2 separate regions of the Sus scrofa genome follow, and region 1 is linked to region 2. The links are chromatin contacts, called in public HiChIP or PLAC-seq maps. All regions are on one chromosome and are shown on one strand. The core of a region is the stretch at or near the end of the contact, and the rest is flanking DNA. Distances in the headings are between cores, read along the strand shown.

Region 1 (5,931 bases), core at 2,126-4,625, 150 kb after region 2:
TCCTATGTTTAAATACACGTTCTTCTTTATTTCCATCCTAATTGTTCCATTGATCACCCTCATAGCCCTTTTTTCTGTTTACACTGTTACACTGTAGTTGTTTGCCTGTTTATTACCTGTCACCTGCCTTCCTCCCTCCCCCAGTGCTAGACTGAGGTTTCATGACAACAGGGATTCTGCCTCTTTCATGCACTAGTGGTTACCAAGTGTTGCCGTAGTGAAATACAGGACACCCAATGAAATTTGAATTTCAGATCAAAGTGAGTAATATTTTAGTCTAAGTTTGTCTCAAATGGGGGTAGCATTTAAAAAGTATATCTCAAATATATCTCCGGAGTTCCTGCTGTGGTGCAGTGGATTAAGAATCCAACTGCAGTGGCTTAGGTTGCTGCGGAGGCATGGGTTCTACCCCTGGCCCATTAGGGTGGGCTAACGGAGCTGGTGTTGCTGCAGCTGCAGTCTAGGTCACAGCTGCGGGTTAGATTTAGCCCCCGACCCAGGAACCTCCATATGCTGCAAGTGCAGCCATTAAAAAAAAAAAAAAAAAAAAAAAAAAAAAAAAAAGGTATAGGTATGTCTCAAATGTGGAACATGCTATACTGAAATATTTGTGGTTAATTTTTGAAACTCAAATTTAGTTTGATGACCTGTAGTTTTATTTGCTACATCTGGCTACTCTTGTATCTGGTGTTTAGCATACTGTGTGGCACATGATAGAAGCTCAATAAATATTTGAATCAGTGAATGGATAAATGAAAGAGCTCATTTCTTTTTCATGAACAGTTTGGCAAGGTACAGATTATTATTTTAAAGATAGGGAAATTGAGTTCCTGTTATGGCCCAGCAGGTTAAGAACCTGACATAGTGCCCTTGAGGATGTGGGTTCGATCCCTGGCCTCGCTCAGTGGTTTAAAGATCCTGTGTTGCCACAAGCTGGGGTGTGGGTTGCAGATGCAGCTCGGAGCCGGCATTGCTGTAGTGTATGTAAACCTACAACTGCAGCTCTGATTCAACCCCTAGCCTGGGAACTTCCATGTGCTGCAGGTGCAGTCTTAAAAAAAAAAAAAAAAAAAAAAAAAAAAAAGAAGGTAGGGAAAAGCGTGTTCAGATAATCTAATAAGCTTGTCCATGAGCCTAGAGACAGTTGGTACAGGGTGGGGATAAGAGTCAAATTTTGAAAGCCACTCTCTTTGACTTTCACTCATCTTTGGTTCTTTTTACTATGTCATGTTGCCTTGTTAACTTTCTTCCTTGTAGCGGTCAGATTTCTTTACTTGTTCAACTCTGTTTCATTTAGGTAGAGTTTATTAAAGGATTTTCAGGAGCCCAGGAGCCCTAGGAGGCCAGAGATGCAGACCTCAGGCACAGTAACTGGGAGCCCTCCCCTGACATTTTGTAGCACTGATCCACTGGGGGTTCTAATGATGCCACTGCTGGGCCTGGATACCACAATTTGCATCAGTGGTCCTGTCAACATGGAGCATTAAGCCACGTGCCCAGGCCCCTAGACCCAGGGCCTTCCAGATGTAGCTGCTTCTTGCCTTGTCAGCATATAGTTCTGCCCAGCTAGGCCCAGGTATAGCTCTTCCACAGACCTTAAGGCATGTGCTCATCCTTCCTGCAAGGGAGTCTGGTAAAGTGAACATTTGGCTTCCAAATGCAGAGGCAGAGTCGAAGCTGCCTCTGTCCTGTAAACTCCTAAGAAGGAGAATTCTTCAAACATAAGAAGTGTCTTAAAAGGTTCGAGGTAGCTTAAAGGATGATGTGTTCACCTGACACCTCCTTTAAACTTTGATAGCACATTGCCATCTCATTTTTTAAAACAGGTATTAGTTTCTACCTTGTTTGAAAATAAGATTTATGTTTGCTTAAAATTTTTTTTTTTTTTTTCGGGCCTCGCCTATGGCATGTGACACTTTCCTGGGTCTGGGACCGAACCTGCACCATAGCGGTGATAGTGCCAAATCCTTAACTGCTGGGCCACCAGGGAACTCTTGCTTTAATGTTTTTTAATATTTCTATGACATTTTTATTTAGCAATTGTAGAACTACGTGTAGTATTTTCCACCTACTTCTTTTTTTTTTTTTTTTTTTTGGCCACCCCACTGCATATGGAGTTCCTGGGCCAGGGATCAGATCCGAGCCACAGTTGTGACTTACACCACATACACCACAGCTGTGGCAATGCCAGGTCATTAATCTGCTGTGCCAGGTCAGGAACTGAACCTGTGTCCCAATGCCCCAGAGATGCCACCAATCCTGTTGTGCCACAGTAGGAATTCCAATTGCTTTGATTTTTTCATATCCCCACAGAGTCTGTCCTCCCAGGAGTCACTTGACACATAAGTGAATAACAGCTCAATTCTCTGTGTGAAGGGATTTTAGAGATGACTTTAATTTTATTCCTATATGTTTAAACAATTACCTTTGTAATAAAAATAAAGTTTTCAAAACTTGGTAAGTAACTGGGAGACAAATACAGGGCTGAAATCCCTTATCCACAATTCCAAAATTCAAGTGTCTGAATGTTGAATGATTTTTTTTTTAAATCTTACTTGGCAGAATTACCTGACCTGAAATGACATGAGGCTATTTATAGTTTTTATTATCCCTCTTAGTTGAATATTCACATTTTCTGGCAGAATTTTTAAGGCAGTTGATTATGAGCTGTTGTCCTGACCTCCCTAGGGATTTAGACTGTGTGTATACTTTGTTATCTTTGCAAAATCTAGAAAATTCTGATGTCCAAGATCCATGAGGCCCCAAGAGTTTTTTGGAAGAGTGCTTGTATGTTTGTGTGTGCATGTGTGCGTGTGTGTGTGTGTGTGTGTGTGTGTGTACACACTCAGATGCATACTGTGTACATAGAAATTTTGGGAATGATACATGGAAGATTGCAACAGTGATTATAGGAGACAGTGAGAGATGAATTTATGCTTCAGTGTTTCTCACTCATCAGTATTTCTAATTATTGTGATGAAATGACTGCCCTTTTCAATGAAAGAGATGAAAGAGTGCATTGGCTGGAGGTTTTATTTTATTTAGGAAAAGAGTGGTGATACTAATGTTAAAGACAGATTATCAAGCAGGCTGTACCTTGACATATTGGGTCATCATTTACTGCTGAAAAGGACTCAGAAAAAGTTATGCACATACAGGGCAGCCTACTGCATCTTGGGTACTGTGTGCATGCTCTGGTGGCGGGGAATTTGCATCAGCAAAAAACACTAATTTTGCTTAAAAAAAATAAAATCAAGGCACTCAAAAATGTGATGAGTAAATGAAACTACTGTTATTAGTGATGGGTTTGGCATGATTTACCAAGTCTGAACGATTACTCATCCTCTGTACGTTTGCAGAAGTGCTTTAACAAAAGCCAGATGCACACATAGTAGCAGGGGTTAGTAGGTGCATGAGAGGATTAAACCCACTGAGTCTTTGGAGCCCTGGTTTGTAGCTGTTTTTGGCTCGTCAACTGGCTGCTTTACTGAGTCAGCCTATAGGATGGCTTCCCAGGGTAAGTCGGATTTTGCTTTTCTGGGTTTACAGTGTAAGTGGTCAAGGAGATCTGACTGTTGCCTTTTGCATTAGATTCTCTTCCTCAGCAATGCCTACATTTCTTCTGTGAGAAAGACAGTTATCTTATTCCAGCATATTCTAGTGTCCTTGCTGCTGGTTTTTATGGCTTTGCCTCACCTCTCCCTGATTTTTAAAGTGAAATGTCTGAGTGCTGAAAGGATTGGCACAGGGAATTGCAAAGGTCATATGTAAGTTCTGCGGCTGGCGTGTGGAGAGCAGTGTGACTGAGCCAGAGCCCTCTGTGACCCTTTCTTTTAAAGAGGATGTTTCTAATAATTTAGTGTAGCGTGCTGTATGTGCTTGTTTATGACCTTAAAAATAATAGTTTAGTCCTTGCTGAGTGGCCATTACGGATGCTTTATGACATGTTACAATGGTTTCAACTTGCACTTTGTTTTTTGTATTAAAACAATGTCGTGCCTCAGTCAATGTGGATTTTTTTGGTTTTTTTTTTTTTTTTTTTCTTTCTTTTCTTTTAAAGGAACTCAGGACAACACTCAACATTAGAATAAGTTCCTGGATTCTGACCTCAGAGAATGTGGTTCTCTAGGGCAGAAGAAGTGAGGGTTCGCCAAGCTCTTACAAATGAGCTTTGTAGTCATTGTGGATGAAATTATAAAACACCGCTTTTCCCACTGGATGTTAAATGCCCCTTTTCATTAGCTGTAGTATGAGGAGCAAAATCATGTGATTTTTTTTTTTTTTTAATGTTTAACCGTAGCTACTTTTAAAGGGTAGTTTTCATTTTGTGGCTCCTTTTTTTTTTTTTTTTTTTTTTTTCCTTCCGGTATTTAGTACAGTTGAGGACTTTTCTTTAAATCTTTTTAGGACACTCTGGTGAATAATGGGGTCTGATAGCTCTCTAAATGGAAGAGCGTGCAATGGAGCCTGGGCGTGGGGGCCAGGGAGGTGGCTGGAGGAGCCTAATCATATCCTCTGCCAGGATGGTTCTAGATATATTGCCTCTCTCCCGCCTCAGTTCTCAGGCTGAAGGAGGTCACTGTGATGTGAGGGCTGGGGCATGTCAGTGGCCCATAGCTTTTCCCAGTGGCGGTGACATCTCTGCAGGCTCAGAAGGGAACTTGCTTCAGCATTTCCATTCAGCAGTGTTCAGTACCCACGAAGGAGGAAATTGATCTGCTCCAAATGTAGTCCTACCTCAAGAAAGCCTGATGTATAAAAAGAAGTAAGGGACTTTCAGGTGATTTTTTTTTTTAATGAAAACATTCACATCAGGACTTTAAAATAAATCGAAGCACTGGGATTCTTAGTGGGAGTCTGAAGCTCTGTGCCGAGGGCTGCATGAAATGGGAGGTTAATGTGGTCCATCTTTTAGAGCATCAGCAGTTCTTGAGTATTTGGGGTAGGGTTGCAGAAGTTTCCATAATGCAGCAGGTCAGTCATTTAGACACTGTTTCCTGCTGATCAAAGCAAGGGTATATTACAGAGTAGATGTGAGGCTGCTGGGAGACCTCTCCCTTGATGATGGTGGATTCAGACCGGGCTTTAGGCCCTGCTTCCCACGCTCCCTGCAAGAGTGTTGCTCCTCCGCTGAGATGTGCTTTGGTGGAAAAGTTCTGGGGTTCACTGTCTTCCCTTCTCAAGTGCAGCCTCTTCAGTGTACCAAGGTGAAGTACTCTGGGGTGAGAGGGAAGCTCTTGCCCAGGGTGAGCTGGAACATTTCCTGCACCATGTCACACACACACAGCTGCTTTGGAAGGGACAAGGAATCTTGACCGAAGGCTTGCCTGCCACCTGGAAGTGGATGGTTATCATAACAGACAGTGGGCTTTTTTTTTTTTTTTTTTTTTTTTTTTGGTCTTTTTACCATTTCTTGGGCTGCTCCCATGGCATGGCATGTGGAGGTTCCCAGGCTAGGGGTCGAATCAGAGCTGTAGCCGCCATCCTACGCCAGAGCCATAGCCACCTGGGATCCTAGCCGCGTCTGCAACCTATACCACAGTAATGCCAGATCCTTAACCCACTGAGCAAGGCCAGGGATCAAACCCTCAACCTCATGGTTTCTAGTTGGATTCGATAACCACTGAGCCATGACAGGAACTCTGACAGTGGGCTTTTTCTTTTTTCTTTCTTTCTCTCTCTCTCTCTCTTTCTCTTTCTTTCTTTCTTTCTTTCTTTCTTTCTTTCTTTCTTTCTTTCTTTCTTTCTTTCTTTTTGTTAGCCTCTACAGTCCTTTATTGGATAACTACAAGCTTTGGGTTTTTTTTTTTTTAATGGAAGTTGGTGGTGGATTATTATTATTTTTTTTAATTAAAGTATAGTTGATTTACAGTGTTGTGCCAGTTTCCGCTGAACAGGATAGTGAGACAGTGGACTTCAGCAATTAGACAG
Region 2 (5,872 bases), core at 3,162-5,661:
TTCGCTTATTTTTGGTTTTCTTCTACAGCTGCACCCACGGCATATGGACGTTCCTGTGTCTTGAATTGAAGCCAAACCGCAGCTGAGACCAGAGTCACTGCAGTAGCCTGGCAAGGCTATGCTGGCTCTGTGACAATCAAGCAAGCCCCACTGAAAACTATCAGAAAGGGCCCTTGATCCTTTATTAGTGGCAGAGAAAGGGCCATGAACTTCTGCTAAGTACCTACTATGCATTAGAACTTTTCGTATACATTATCTTTTTTTAATTAAAATTTATGAAGAGGTGGAATTGACATAAAAATCAACCATTTTAAAGCATACATTTCAGGGGCAATTAGTACATACACGATGTTGTGCAAGCCCCACCTCACAATCGTCTTAAAGGTCAAGTACTGGTTATCTTTGTTTTCTCTCCTTCCTTCCTTCCTTCCTTCCTTCCTTCCTTTCTTTCTCCCATGGCATATCGAAGTTCCTGGGCTTGGGGGTCGAATTGGAGCTGCAGCTGCCAGCCTATGCCACAGCCACAGCAATACCAGATCCTTGGACAGGGATCAAACCTGCATCCTCATGGATACCTGTTAGGTTCGGTACCTCTGAGTCACAATGGGAACTCCCTGCATTTTCAAGTGGTAGAAGAGCTTTAGTGATTTGTTTGATATTGGGCAGTTAGGAAGAGAAGAAACTGGAATTCAAGTCCAGGTCAGCCATGGAAAGCCCTTTCAGATGCATGAATAGAGGAAAGGACCCTAGGATTTCCTATTTTCATGGAAAATATGCAAATGGAAATTAGGATATGGCAGATTTAATTTGAGTACCTCAGTTTAAAGGAACCAATAGGTCTATTGCTGTACCATTCCCTCCCTTTTCCCACTTCCCACCTCTAATCAGTTACCATCCATTCTGAAGGGCATGTTTTAAGTGGATGCCTAATCACCAGTTTAAATCAACAACTTTACCCTGATATGTAACCTCAGGAAAAGAAAGGGAGAGGTAAACTCATAGAGAATAACAGGCAGGATGGATTTTCAGTCCTTGGACCCAGAGGATTCAAGTGTGTTCGGCCCTAGTCTGCAAGATAAAGTGGAACAAACCCACTCTGTGGTAGGGTGACCAAGTAATTGATCCTCCCAAGTGGGACATCTTCACAGGGATACTTGGAACAGACACTGTACCAGCAGGCCACACCCAGGACTGTCCAAGACAAACAAGGACGTATGGACATACAACTTATAGCACCACTGACCTGGAGGCTGAAAAACCATCACTCCCTCAGCAAAGTCCCAAAGCAGGAGAGGAACAAACAAGGTACAGTGAGAAATCAATGAAAAACGAACACTTGGAAAACAGTAAAACTCAACGAGGAAAAATCAAGTGAAGTATCTATGAAGATTTAGAGTTGGTTGATTGCAAAACAGTAGAGGAGAAGGGGATGAAAAGGGAGAAAATACACAAGAAAATGTGGACCAGGCTAAAGCAAGCCAATCTCAGAAATCCAGCACCCATAAAACAATCAGGCATATAAAAACTTCAGCAAAAGCCTGTACCAGACCAATTAAGTCCAACTCAAATGGCTGTAAAAGAAAATGCACTGGAAGCTGGAACAGCATCTAAATGGAAATCAGATGACTTGGGAGAAGACAAGCCAGCCAATGACTCATAAAAATATCCCTTGAAAAGGAAAGTTAACAGAAAAACAGAGAAACATCCAAATAACATGAATTCTATTAGTTCAGGATCTGGTCCTGCTGGAAGTTTCTCATGGCCTATTGAGTCTCAGACACACAGGAGAGAACTGCCAATCCTGCTTCCAGCCCAGCTCACTCTGCTGGGCTGGAAAGGTTAGGAAGATAGCTGGTGGGTTGGTGGGTGTGCGCATGCACGTGCGCTCATGTGCATGTGTGTAGAGCTGAGGAAGATAAATGTGGAGCTTCTCAAGTCTTAGCAAATGAATTACCCAACTCCCAGCTCTTCTGGGCCCCCACCACATGGAGGGCTTCAAGGCAGCGTGCACTTAGAGTAAATACCACTGGTTTCTTGGCTGCAGGTGTTAGGAGCAGTAAAGAAGACAGAGGCTGTGAGCAGGGTAGTTAATAAGGAAGGAAGGAAAGAAGAGTGCATGCTTGACTGAGCATAGCCACAAATCCTCAACAACTTGAGTGGACCTCTGCTTGCCCAGCCTTGCAATATTCTGCAAGCAGAGCTTCCCTTTATGATTGGGTTGTGCTTGTTTTCCCCATTTCATCTTGGGCGATGGAAGAGCGAGGACTGGGGAATTTTAAAGTCCTGGTCTCAAAGCTTAATTTTTCTCATCAGTAGCTGAGTGACCTTGAACATAAATGTCCCTTTAGCTCCTGTGGTCTTAGTTTTCCTGTCCGTAGACAGAGAAAAATATCTCTTGTCTTGGTGCTTGTGAAGTGGAAGAGCCTGCTCAGGGATTCCCAGGGGATTCATTTACAACCAGTACCTGCTCAAGGTAAAGGTAGTCCTTTCCCCTTTCCCATAATAGGAAAGACACGGTTAAAGGCACAGACAGGAAAGTTCTTAGTCTAATGATATTTAGTGGCCAGTCAGGACTGAGATGCAGTGCTCTTGCCTCCCCCACCCCCCAGCACGGAGGCTATCCTCAGCCTGTTCCACCTCCCCCTGCTCACCTCCACCTCTGTAATCCTCTGCAGCTGGGATAGGGCAGTCGACCTCTGGCACATGAGAGCTCCTAGTTCAAGTGCTGGAACGGCCCCACTGTCTTCCTTAGGACTTTCTTCAGTGCTGTGGCAATGACTCTACTTCCAGCAAGACAAACGGGTAAGTGCAGAGCGAATGAGGATTACTATGCCCCAGAGGCAAACGCCAGCCATTGAAAGTCAGGAGTCAGTGGACAAATGGCACCCCCACATCTCCTTGTCCTGGTTCCTCTGAAGTTCCCCAGTGTGGGTGAGCCCCTTGGCCTAGAGCCTCTCTCCCACTTACTCTCCACCTGGCATTAGCTTTTCTTCCTCTCCTGTCTCAGCACTCTCCTCCCACCTCCCCCTGCTCCTACATAAACCAGCTGCACCCCAGTCCATGTCTCAGGCCCTGCTTTGGGGAAACCCAACTGAGGTGCCACCCGATTTCTCTGTCTTAGCTGAGGACCCTGCATGACTTTGCTTTCTGCATTCTGCTCTCAGAACCACAAAGGTCTCACCCCTAGAAGAGCATTTCATAAGGGCTCCATTTACTGAGCACAGGCTATATGCTAGGCATGGTGCAGAGGGGGAGAAGGTAATTAACAACAAAAAGGGTTTGGTCCAACAGTTACAACAGTGTGGGATAAATGTTTCTACCTTCTTCCTCACACTGACAGCAAAGGGGAGGGTGAGGCAGACCTGAGATTTTTGTAATTACATTAAAGAACAGATGTCGAAGGTTCTGTGGCTGCTTTGCCAGGCAGGAAGGTGCAAGTCCTCTGCAAGATGATTTCTAGAGCAGACCCCCCCTCTTGGGCTTTGGGAAATGCAGATATAGGCATGGAGTTCATTTAGAAGCTCAAAACACAAACATTTAGGAAGAGGTTGTAAGCAAACTGTGAGAAAGAAAAAGTGGGTGAGGTCTGGGAATGTGGTGATTGTTGGCGGTGGGGGATCCCTAGCAGTGACACATCAGTGACAGGTTTCCATGGAGGATGTTCAGCAAAACTAAGAACAGGTAAGTTTCCTTGACAGCTGTATTTTGCTGAAAGGTAGGTCCCCTCTGCTGTTCCCAGCTTCTTTTGGGCATGGGCTGCACAATTGCTTTGTGCTAATTAGCTTTTGTTAGGGACAGGTAAGGAAAGAGTCCATCTTTCCTTCAACTTGGCGCATAGAAAGCAAAGCAGCCACCAAAGACCAGTCACAGTTCAGAGGAAACAGGAAACCTAAACTCTTAGAATCTTCAAGTCTCTCAAGCATGTCATGTCATGTTACAGGAAATACATTCTTTCATTCAGTCAAGAAACACTGAGTTCTGTGTATCAGGTGCTATTTTAGGCACTTGGAATCAAATTAGACCAAACAAATAAAAACAAACAAACCCCCCCAAATCTTTCCTCCTCTGAAGTAACCAGGAAAGACAGAAAATAAATAATAAGCATAAGAATAAATAAATTATGTAGCATGTTAGAAGGTGATAAAAGCATTGAGAAAGGGAAACACTAGAACAGTGTGAAAGTTTGGGAGCAAGTGGGGTTGTGAGTTTTTTTTTTTTTAATATAGGAGGCTGCATAGGACTCATTGAAAAGGGGACAATTGTGTAAAGAACTGAATACTAATAATCCAGGAACAAAACAGTTAGGAAGCCTACAGAATCTTCTGAGCTTGGCTTGGTGATGAAATCCTGCCCTAGAAGCTTTGACAGTCTGATGACTGTGTCGATGAAATTCCACAGGGAGGCAGCAGATCCTAGTGATGACAGCAGCCTTGGGGAATTCGGACAATGAAGGCATTGTGCTTCCCAATTGCAGAAGAAGGCCTCAAGAAATCTGCCTTCGACCTGAGGGATTGTCAAGGTATTTCTTTCTTATTCAAGATGTTATATGGGTATAGATTTGTGGCTCTTTGTAACAACAGCAATAGCAGTGGCTTTTATGATGTTACTATATGCCACGTACTAGGTGCATTGTTGCATTTACATTTTCTGTGCTTCGTCTTGTTCTTGCCCCATTTCTCAGATAAAGATGCTGAGGCTCAGAATCTTAACACTAGTGAAGGTGGGAACGAGAATTTGCCATAAAATCTTTGAAAAATCTTTGGACTCTGGCTTGGTAGAAGGAAGGAACTTTTTTTTTTTTTTTTTTTTTTAACTTTTTAGGGCCGAACTCATGGCATGTGGAAGTTCCTAGGCCAGGGCTCGAATTAGAGCTACAACTGCCAGCCTACAACACAGCCACGGCAACAAGGAATCCGAGCCACGATTGAGACCTACACCACAGCTCATGGCAGTGCTGGATCCCCGACCCACTGAGCAAGGCCAGGGATTGAACCTGCATCCTCATGAACACTAGTCAGATTCATTTCTGCTGCACCACAATGGGAACTTAGGACGGAACTTTTTTTAGATGTGTTCATGAAAGTTGCATGTGGGATGTGATTCAGTTAATTGAAAGCTAGAACCTCAAAAATCAGTAATATCAAGATGAAAGTAATAACCGTATTTAGTGAGTGGCACCAAGCACTGTGCTAAATGCTTTACACATGTAGTGTCATTTAATCCTTAATCATGTGCTCACTCCATGCTGAGCACTGTCTATATTGTTGTGTCAGATTCCTTCCCAAAATAACTTCATTCATAAATATCATACATAATCAATATTCAAACAACGGAAGGTATATATTATTATTATTATTTTTGTGTGTGTGTGTCTTTTTGCCATTTCTTGGGCCGTTCCCGCGGCATACAGAGGTTCCCAGGCTAGGGGTCTAATCAGAGCTGCAGCTGCTGGCCTACGCCAGAGCAACAGCAACATGGGATCCGAGCCACGTCTGCAACCCACACCACAGCTCACGGCAACGCTGGATCCTCAACCCACTGAACGAGGGTTACCAGGGTTTCAGACTTGTCAGACTATAAATCTCTATGTGAGATGTAGCTAATTGGTACTGTCAAGGAGGGAAATTTAGAAAGACCTAGATAATAAGCAGATATTGAATTCAGCTAGGGTGACTATTTTCTATTGTTTCTGTTCATAGCCCTCTTACATCATAAATCTCCCATCTCTCTGCTCACATGTTGGAAGAAAGGGGGTTTGCCCCCCCCACACTAGTTATGTCAACCATCCCTTCTGAGAGAAGCCAGAATGCCCACCATTTCCAGAAATTATGGGAGAAGCCAGTGCTATAGAGTGTAACTGGTTGACCAAACA

Evidence for each region. HiChIP or PLAC-seq counts read pairs in DNA pulled down with a chosen protein or histone mark.
Region 1: an H3K27ac HiChIP or PLAC-seq map of alveolar macrophages shows a contact between it and region 2. The contact joins two enhancer-like sites.

Annotation. Positions count from the first base shown.
Region 1 is chr13:51,277,381-51,283,311 of Sscrofa11.1, forward strand. It overlaps a transcript of MITF not described here. Among named protein-coding and RNA genes, the nearest start is that of MITF, 110 kb to the right of the region's middle. Within about 2 kb of position 3,376, at least 10 of the 83 cell types and tissues checked have an H3K27ac peak or open chromatin away from gene starts, as enhancers often do. A contact at or near this core is called in alveolar macrophages, where this site is marked.
Region 2 is chr13:51,122,345-51,128,216 of Sscrofa11.1, forward strand. No RefSeq gene overlaps it. Among named protein-coding and RNA genes, the nearest start is that of FRMD4B, 150 kb to the left of the region's middle. Within about 2 kb of position 4,412, at least 3 of the 83 cell types and tissues checked have an H3K27ac peak or open chromatin away from gene starts, as enhancers often do. A contact at or near this core is called in alveolar macrophages, where this site is marked.